2 separate regions of the Gossypium arboreum genome follow, and region 1 is linked to region 2. Evidence: chromatin contacts called from public Hi-C data. All regions are on one chromosome and are shown on one strand. The core of a region is the stretch at or near the end of the contact, and the rest is flanking DNA. Distances in the headings are between cores, read along the strand shown.

Region 1 (4,655 bases), core at 454-2,953, 170 kb after region 2:
CTCGCCAAAAAAATTGTGTGTGCGTGTTATTGACAATCATTTTCTTTTTTGTATCAGCAGAAGGCGGCTAATTGTGAGGGTCCTCTTATTTGTTTAAAGCTTATTCCTTTAGATGTTTATGCATCTTGAGTGTAGTGTAGGAAGCAGCTCGATCTTGAGAAGTGGAGGATGGGTTTTGAAGCTTGGAAGGAAGAGGAAGCCAATGGGATCACTGCTATTCTGACCTCAACATCACTCTCATTGTCGCTTGCATTGCATGATGGTAACATATTCAACGTTGTCTGCTTCCGACTGAAACTGTGTGAAAAATATGTTCATAACTGATATTCATACATTTCTCTACTTGTATCTATATAACCCTTCTATTGATATGACCAAGTGTAATTGCTTAATAACTTGAATATTTAGAACATCATAATTATATCTAATCATATATTACTTTCATATTGCATACAACAAGTACTTGATAAGAATAAATAATTGTTGAACTGTTTATTATTATAATATATTTCCAAGAATTTCAAATACATTTTAGGAGTTTTAGAGTGAGTGCTTTCAAAATTGCGGGTTTCTACTAAATTGTTTGGTTGTAATGAAATTGAAAAAGTTGACTAAAAGATCTTAAATGATTTTGAAAAGAAAATACCGACAATAAGAAGTTAATGTGACAACTGTTAGCTGTTTCTTTCGATCTGTCGTGTTTTGTGTGTAGGTGTTAGATTTTATGAGTCCTGTAAATATGTTAAAAATTTAAATAAAGATAAGATATGAATTTATTGACTAACAACTTTGAATTTACAATAAAAAAAAAAAAAGATATGTTGCACAAAGCATGAAAAAAGAAATATAAAAAAGCGAAAGGATAATAATTCCCAGCAACGGTATATCCCTCCAAAAAGAAGACCAAAGACATGACAAATTATATTCTATAAATCTGAAATTAAAAAGTTTTCAATTTGATTTTAATATAAATCCTTTCTTTACTTGCCTAAGATAGAGACACAGAAGAGTGAAAATGACCCTATTTTAACTGTAAACATCACCATTTTCCCTGCATTGTGATTGGAGTAGAATAAACCCTTTACTTTTCACATTTGACTTTTGGCAGTCCCACGATAGTAAAATAAATTAAATTTTGTTCATTTAATTTAGAAAAAGTTATAAAAGGATCATTAAATTATTTAAAATTTTTTACTTAAATTATTCAGTTGTTAAAATCATTATTGTGTGACTTTTTTGTTCATACTGTCTATACTAATTAAAAACTCTTATTCTCTCTCTTTTTTACAATTTAATTTTTTTTGAAACATCTTTAAACCTTATAAATCTACGAATTAAAATCTAAACAATTTTATTCTTTAATCTCCAACAGTAATTATGGGATCGACTTGGATCTAAGAAATATTTTTTACTTGTCATCAGATATTGATCTATCTTATCATTTATCAAATTATCATTTAGAGCTCATTAGTCAAATTTAATATATATATATATATAACAACTCAATAACTCAAATAAAAATAAATAATTTACTGATTTAAATAAAAACTTTCAAATAAATTATTAATTATGTTATAATTTTAAAATTAACCAAAATATAATTTTATTAATAATTTAATTATCTTATGTGCAATTTCCCCTAGAGATAAAATGATCCTTTCAGACGTAAAAAACTATGCTCATGCAATAAAATACAGGCAGCTCGGGGTCCACATGTTTAACTATGTGAGTGCGACCCGCTTTCACATATTGGTCCCATCCCATCACATCCCCTGAAGTGTCGTAAACCATCTTTACTGGAAATGAAACTCATCATCGTCTTCAAGAAGTTGAAACAGCAAGAAACCTGCACTTAAAAAACTAAACAAAATCAGACAGTCTAGATTTGCTGGTTCCCAGTTGTATATTTGGGAATTGTAAGAAAAAACAAATGTCCAAACAAACTTACAGGGTTTGTTTCTGCTTCCAGAGGAGGTTTAGGCTGGCAGTTTCAGAGGCACCAGAGGATATCAAGAAACTGTTCGAACAATACTCCGAGAATGGGATAATGACCATTGATGGGCTGCAGAGGTTCTTGGTCGAGGTTCAGAAAGAAGATAAGGCTACCAGAGAAGATGCTCAGAAGATTATTGATAGTGTTAAACATTTTCATAGAAAGGGTGTAAACCTCGAAGCTTTTTTTAAGTACCTCTTTGGTGATATTAATCCTCCTCTTGCTTCTCTTGGGGTAATCATATTTCTCTCTCTCTTTGGATTGCCCTTTGTCCTTTTTAGGTTTATTAATTGGGCTTTGAATGCTTCCGTCCAAATTAGTTGATTTGTGTTTTTGTTTGGATGCTGTGAAAATTTTGGGAGCAAAGTGGAACATTTTTATACGTGATTTGAAGTTTGTTCCCTCTTTGAGTTTTCACCTTTACTAAAAAAGGATAATTTGCTTACCCTTATTGTTTCTAGTTGGAAACTTTGGTGTTGGGTTCTATGGGATTTAAATGAAACTAATACCTATTTTCAGCTCAGCAAGCTGTAATGTCTAGTGACTGGATTAGTAGCTTTGAAGAAGGTCCTGTGATGATACCGATCCGTGCGAAAAGTTGGGGCCAACTCACTTTCTTGTTTGATTGCTAAAGCAAATTGTTTTAGTTTTCTTCTTTTTGTGCTATCATGTTCATTTGTTTTATTTCAGGTTCACCATGATATGAGTGCTCCTTTGTCACATTATTTCATATATACTGGTCACAATTCTTACCTTACTGGGAACCAACTCAGTAGTGAGTGCAGTGATGTCCCCATCATAAATGCACTTAAGAGAGGTGTGCGGGTGATAGAATTGGATATATGGCCGAATTCGACGAAAGATGATGTCGATGTTCTTCATGGAGGGTATGTTCTTCAACTGCAAAGAGTTACTTGAATGGATCTATCCTTGATAATTTTACGCAACTTGTCATACTTACATTGCAATATTTTGGTATGTTTCGAAGGAGCAGTCCATGTCTGTCCCCCGCTTCCGAGAGAATAACGAATGTTTCCTTCATGTAGGACATTGACTACTCCGGTGGAACTCATCAAGTGTTTGAGGTCTATTAAAGAGTATGCTTTTGTAGCCTCAGAATATCCGGTTGTCATAACTCTGGAAGATCACCTTACGCCAAAGCTTCAGGCTAAAGTTGCTGAGGTAAGTCTCAGTCCTTCTGATGTGGATTTAATTGTCTGATATTCCGATAATTTACGCTTCTATGACTAACTTCTAGATGGTCACTCAAACATTTGGAGAGATCTTGTTTTCTCCTGGCCCGGAATGCTTCAAAGAGTTCCCCTGTCCAGAATCATTGAAGAGACGCATAATCATATCTACAAAACCGCCAAAGGAATACTTGGAGGCGAAAGAAGTTAAGGATAAAGAGGATGATTCACAAAGGGGTAAGGCCAGTGATGAAGAAGCTTGGGGAAATGAAGTTCCGGACCTTAAAGGCAGTCATGTAGCCAATTACAAGGTGTCTGGTGATACAAATTGCGGTTTACTAGCTGTTTCAATAGAATTTACATTTTCTTCATGATTTCTCTTATGACAGAATGATTTCGATGAAGAAGATGAGGAAGATACAGATGATGGAGAAAAGTCGCAGCATTCTCTAGCCCCAGAATATAAACATTTAATCGGCATTCTTGCTGGGAAGCCCAAGGGTGGATTAGATGCGTGGCTAAGGGTGGATCCTGATAAAGTGACACGTCTTAGCATGAGTGAGCAAAAATTTGAAAAGGCTGTAGTAACTCATGGAAAACAAATTGTAAGGTATTTGGCAAAGGATTTAGCAATTTTGATTTATGAGAGATCATCCCGAGGTTATTTGCACAATGAATTCGTATCTGTCTGGATTCATGAGCTTTTACTTCCTCACTACTTAACAAATCATTGAATGGTTTGATCTATTGTATTCAAAATTTTTTTCTTTTTTGATTTAAGCTTTGTTTCATGTGTTAGTAAGCTAGTATTGATATGGTGTTATACTCTAATTGCCTGAAATGTGCATTATAACTTTTGATTTCATATTCTGATTATACTGCTACAGGTTTACCCGGCAGAATGTTCTTCGGGTGTATCCGAAGAGTACTCGTTTTGACTCGTCGAATTACAACCCACTAATTGGCTGGATGCATGGAGTTCAAATGGTTGCATTTAATATGCAGGTTTACACACCACTCCCTTTTTGTTCCTGCTTTGCAGTTTATTGTCCCGATGACAAAAAATTATGAGTGACAAAGATGTATGATACTAGCATAGAGTGTTCTTATTTGGTTAATGAGCAATTGCTCAAATAAAGTTCCATTTCATGTTTGATCCGGCAATTAGAACATGAAAAGCTGCTTCAGGGCCTATTTTGTTCTTTGTTCTGTCATGTAAGACATGATAGCCAGATGGATATTAGAAGGAAACTGTATGAATGCTTTATTTAGTTGATGTTGTTACTAATTTCCTTTGAAAAATAGTGAGATTCTTATCTGTTGGTGAATGATAGGGTCTCGGAAGATCCTTATGGTTGATGCATGGAATGTTCAAAGCCAATGGGGGATGTGGTTATGTGAAAAAGCCAGATTTTCTATTGAACTCTGTGGAAGTCTTTGATCCGAAAATCAAGTTACCAGTGAAAACAACT
Region 2 (4,572 bases), core at 568-3,067:
GGTGCTTTCCGCAGTGAGAGGTGTAGGTTGTTCTTCCCTTAGTGCAAGGTCTATGTCCATACAGCCAAGCATTATAAGTAAGTGCCTTTTCCATTCTTTAAAATTAGTTTTATTAAGCATGGGTATAGAATTTATATTAGCAGATATTGTGGCAGCAGAAGATGAATTGAATAGAGAACAAAAACAAGCTTCATAAGTAAACAATAAATTCAAAATAATGGCTAATCCCATCTCAAGATACCAAACACTACATTAATATCAAGTTTTTGGACAATAATATTAATAATAAGCGGTACTCTTGTTATAGCAATCAAACATTGACAATAAACTATGCCAAGCAATGAATTAATCTTTGGACTAAGCAATGAATTAATCTTTGGACTAACTTATTACTCACATAAAATACCTTATAATTGTCACACATTTATCACCACAGATGTCGTAATTCTGCCAAATATTAACTTACCTTTGGGTCAATTAATAAACGCATGAATTAAAAAAATATATAACCATCTTAATATTTCAAATAAACTAATCTACACAAAAGAGGTCACTTTGGCGGCTTTTTGTTTCAACTAATTTATTTAAAATATTAGATATCCTTAATTAAAAGCCAAAATCTAAATTTATTTGTTCCAAAATATTTACCTTAATTTCATCTTTCAATCAAATTAAAAGATAAAACATATATATTTATATAATTTTCCAAAACATTAAACCAATCAAAGCATGCATATATTATATATTTATATAAACAAACAAAACATATATATGAATCAATTTCAATATATATATTTAAATGTCATATGGATTAAAATAATAATAATCACATGCCTTACAAATACACAGGCTGAATCGCAATATTTTCAAATAAAGCTTAAAAACGTAGGTGTCAAATAATATTACACAAATATTTTAAACTTTATAATTGAATCTATTAATTTGAAAATCACCGAATTTTTTTATATGAATTCAAGATAATAAAAACTTTAATATAAATCTTCAAAAATAACATATATATCCGAAATATAAAACCCATGAAATTTCATGAATCAATTATTCAAATGAAGAACCTGAATCAATTCCCAATGATTCGATATGACGAGGCTCGAATGCCACTTGTTAGAATTTATAAAATAAATCTACAATATAACTTAATAAACCAGGATCTGTCATGTCAAATCATTAAGAATAAATCAAGAACAAAACTAGATGTAGAAGCATACCTGAATCCATGGATTCCTTAAAACTTTTTGGAACTTGGAGATTTAATCTTTCAAATTACACACAAGAAATTCGGAGAATATCTGCTCTCTCTTTCCTAATGATGGGATATTAAAAAAGATATTTTATGTATAATTTAGGGACCATAACCCTAATATTTATAACCTTAGCATATTAGTTTTAATTAAATTCTAATTAACCCATTATTAATTAGAATTTGATTAGAAGAGTATCTACACATATTTGACCCATACTTTATTTAATAATTAAAAGCCCAATAAAATTCTAACCAAATTAGATCACTTTTAATTTAAGCTAACCTATCATGATAATAAATAATATGTAATTATCCTTATTATATATGTGATGTCCAAATTTTCTAACATTGTGGATATCAAGAAACGAAACAGATCGTTTGCAACATCATGGAAATCAAGAAAATATCAAGTTAGTATCAAATTTAATAGAAACTAACAATAGAAGTTGGAATACAGATGTTGCAATTGCTACCTTTCAACCAGAAATTGCGAGAAAAATTTTGCAAATTCCACTCGCAGAGCTAGCACACGAGGACTTCCAAGTTTGGAGGGGGGATGTCAAGGGAATTATCGGTAAGGAGTGCCTATAAACTATTACAAGAGACTAGCAAAGATCCTAGAAATATTAATTTACAGACCGAGACTAATAACTTTTACAGAAAATTGTGGAAGCTACACATCCCTTCAAAAGTTACATTAACAGTATGGAGAATATCTTGAAATTTCATTCCTTCATTAGTCAACCTCAAGTAGAAGAAAGCAGTAGCTAACGCCCTTTGCCCTCAATGCCGACAAAATGAGGAAGATAGTTATCATATTTTTCAGCAGTGTCCTATGACAAGAGAGGTTTGGAATCATTTAAAGCTCTCATAGGTACTTAATCGTAATCACCAGAATATATGGGAATGGCTTACCTGGGTCTTTAGCCAAGGAACGACTGAACAGATTCGTTATTTTTGCTGCGGCCTTTGGCTAGTTTGGTTCAATAGAAATCGGTTAATATATGATAAAATAAATGTATCAAGGAGGGCCATTGCGAAACAAACTTACAGTTATATTTCTGAGTTGAACGAGATTAAAGAAAAGAGACTTATCGTTCAGTCTAATGGAAGCGCTGTACAGGAAAGAAGAAGATCAGGAGTCACAATTTACTTTGACGCGGCCATTGACCAACAAGCCTTCAGATCGGCATCAGGACTGTTTGTACGAGACGAGGAAGGACAAATTCTTGCATCAAAAACGACCATCCACTCCGAAATCGCAAATCCATTTATAGCAGAAGTGCATGCAGGGTTACAAGCAGTCAAGTTAGGGTTATTAATGGGTCTAAACAAACTGGAAATTGTGGGAGATTCAAAGACAGTAATTAAAAAATGCCAGAACATAGAGATAGACAAATTGAACATCGGTGCAATCATCAGAGATATTCAGCATAAGAAAGGCAGATTTCAAGAGATAAAGTTCCATTTCATACCCAACAAAGAAAATTTTTATGCTCATGCTCTGGCAAAAGAAGCGTTGAAGAGAGAAGTTAACCATTACCTGGTAGGAGGGCTTCCAGATTTTGATCGTCAAGCATCGGAGGAGAGGAGCCCAAGAGAACCGGATTGAAAGAAAATAAAGGTGAAGGACCGTTTGGAAAGGTAGTAGGAAATAAATTGCTTCCCTTAGAAATTGCTACCGTCATAATGCTAGAGAGGATGTGAAACGACAACATACTGAAGACCCAACTGGTGATTTGACTGGATAAGATACTATTAGGTTTCCTGTTTTGATTTTATATTTAAGATTCATGGACTAGTTTTTTATTAGGTCGGCTTTGCTATCTGTGCAGGCTTGGAATTTTAGTAGGGCTTCTATTATGGACTTAGCCCAGTTCTGTTTGATAGTTTATTTATTAATAAAACTCCAGTCAAATCTTTTAGTCAAAAAAAAACATAATTAATTAATACACGTAATATAAGGTTTTGAAACTAGGCACATATTGGTCTAAATCTAAGGGTATCCACTCTGCATCATCATACGAATTCGTTTGTTTACATAGGAAGGAATCCACCAAACAATTCTGTTGTAGATTTCAGCTGAAGACGCCTTCATCTTATGAAGAATTATGCAAGTTATGATGGATGCCCCGGTTCAAAGTTTTAACATTATTCTTTTTTGCAACCCTCTCTGAGGAGGTAAAAGACCTACAAACCCATTGGAATCTTATCCACTCCGATTTTATAAAGACGGATTTTTGAAAAAAAAATGAAGTTTTGAGTGAGATAAATTAGGGTTGTTATTAGAATTTTCGAAGTTGGGTAGACAAGTTTAAATAAAATCCTTTGATCCCTCTATATTTACTAAAATGCTAGCAAGATGAGATCAAAGTCGGAGTATAAACTAATACTGGGGGCAGGGAAAAGTTAAAATATATTAACATAAAAGTGGGGTGGGGATAAAAACTGCAAAAACAAAAGATGGGTGGTTAGATGTGGTCCAGCTGTTAAGAGTCTAGCATACTCAGAAATATTCTCTTACATGATAGTTTTGAGTGAAAGTCACTTTCCAGACCAAGTTGGGATGCTTCTTTCTGAATGCTGAATAGTCTTGCAATTCAATAATACAGCTGAGAAAGCCTTTGAAATATCTTGTAAATTGGGGAATCTGAAAGGGCCTCCTCACATGCTACAAGTTCTCAATCAGCTTTCAACCTTTTGTTGACACAACAACAGCTTCTCAAACAACTTTCTAATTAAGGATTTGGTTATGTGATTGTGATTCTATTACTTGAATCAAAATCAAAATCCAAGTTACTGTTGTGATACATTAATGGAGGACAGTGTTCTAAATTAGGTCCTTCTGAATTCCACTCCACGAAAACAATGAACTAATATTATGAATCAAATATTTAATATATACACTCACACCCTTAAGATTATACGGGGGCAACGTTAAATAATCTGGATCAAAACTTCGTTTTTTTTTTCTTTTTTCATTTTATCTTTTAACGTACAAAGTTAGTATTGAAATAAATGCATTTGGTATAATGGTATTGCTTGCTCTATGAGATAGTTCATTAATTACAAATATATACATAAAATAAAATAAAATAAAATAAAAAACCTATCCTTTCTCGAGAAACCAATTTTTAACCTATTCAAAATTTTTTAGTTATTTTATACTCACCTGATTGGACAGATTACTTTGCCGGTTCGACCTGTCATATTCCATGACTTCGGGAAAGAAAATTCCAAATCCAGATTATTGAAAGAAAAGACAAAGATTGAGCAGATTTTATGTCATAAACAAATTCATTCCAATTGGG

Evidence for each region. Hi-C and Micro-C count contacts between places; a contact is called where the count stands out from the background.
Region 1: a Hi-C map of leaf shows a contact between it and region 2, with 3 times the contacts expected there. The contact joins the promoter of LOC108460884 here to the promoter of LOC108458527 in region 2. A contact is called at or near these places in 2 of 5 Hi-C or Micro-C datasets (both in leaf).

What each region holds. Positions count from the first base shown.
Region 1 is chr4:17,477,371-17,482,025 of ASM2569848v2, forward strand. It overlaps LOC108460884 (phosphoinositide phospholipase C 2-like), which reads left to right and starts at 1,704. Exons shown (of 9, transcript XM_017760576.2): 1 at 1,704-2,227; 2 at 2,684-2,880; 3 at 3,040-3,175; 4 at 3,252-3,494; 5 at 3,573-3,793; 6 at 4,071-4,188; 7 at 4,518-4,655. The coding sequence starts at 1,931.
Region 2 is chr4:17,307,791-17,312,362 of ASM2569848v2, forward strand. It overlaps LOC108458527, which reads left to right and starts at 1,818. Exons shown (of 2, transcript XM_053026742.1): 1 at 1,818-1,835; 2 at 2,136-3,171. The coding sequence starts at 1,818. The coding sequence ends at 2,873. It overlaps LOC108460549, which reads right to left. Exons shown (of 5, transcript XM_017760074.2): 5 at 4,540-4,572.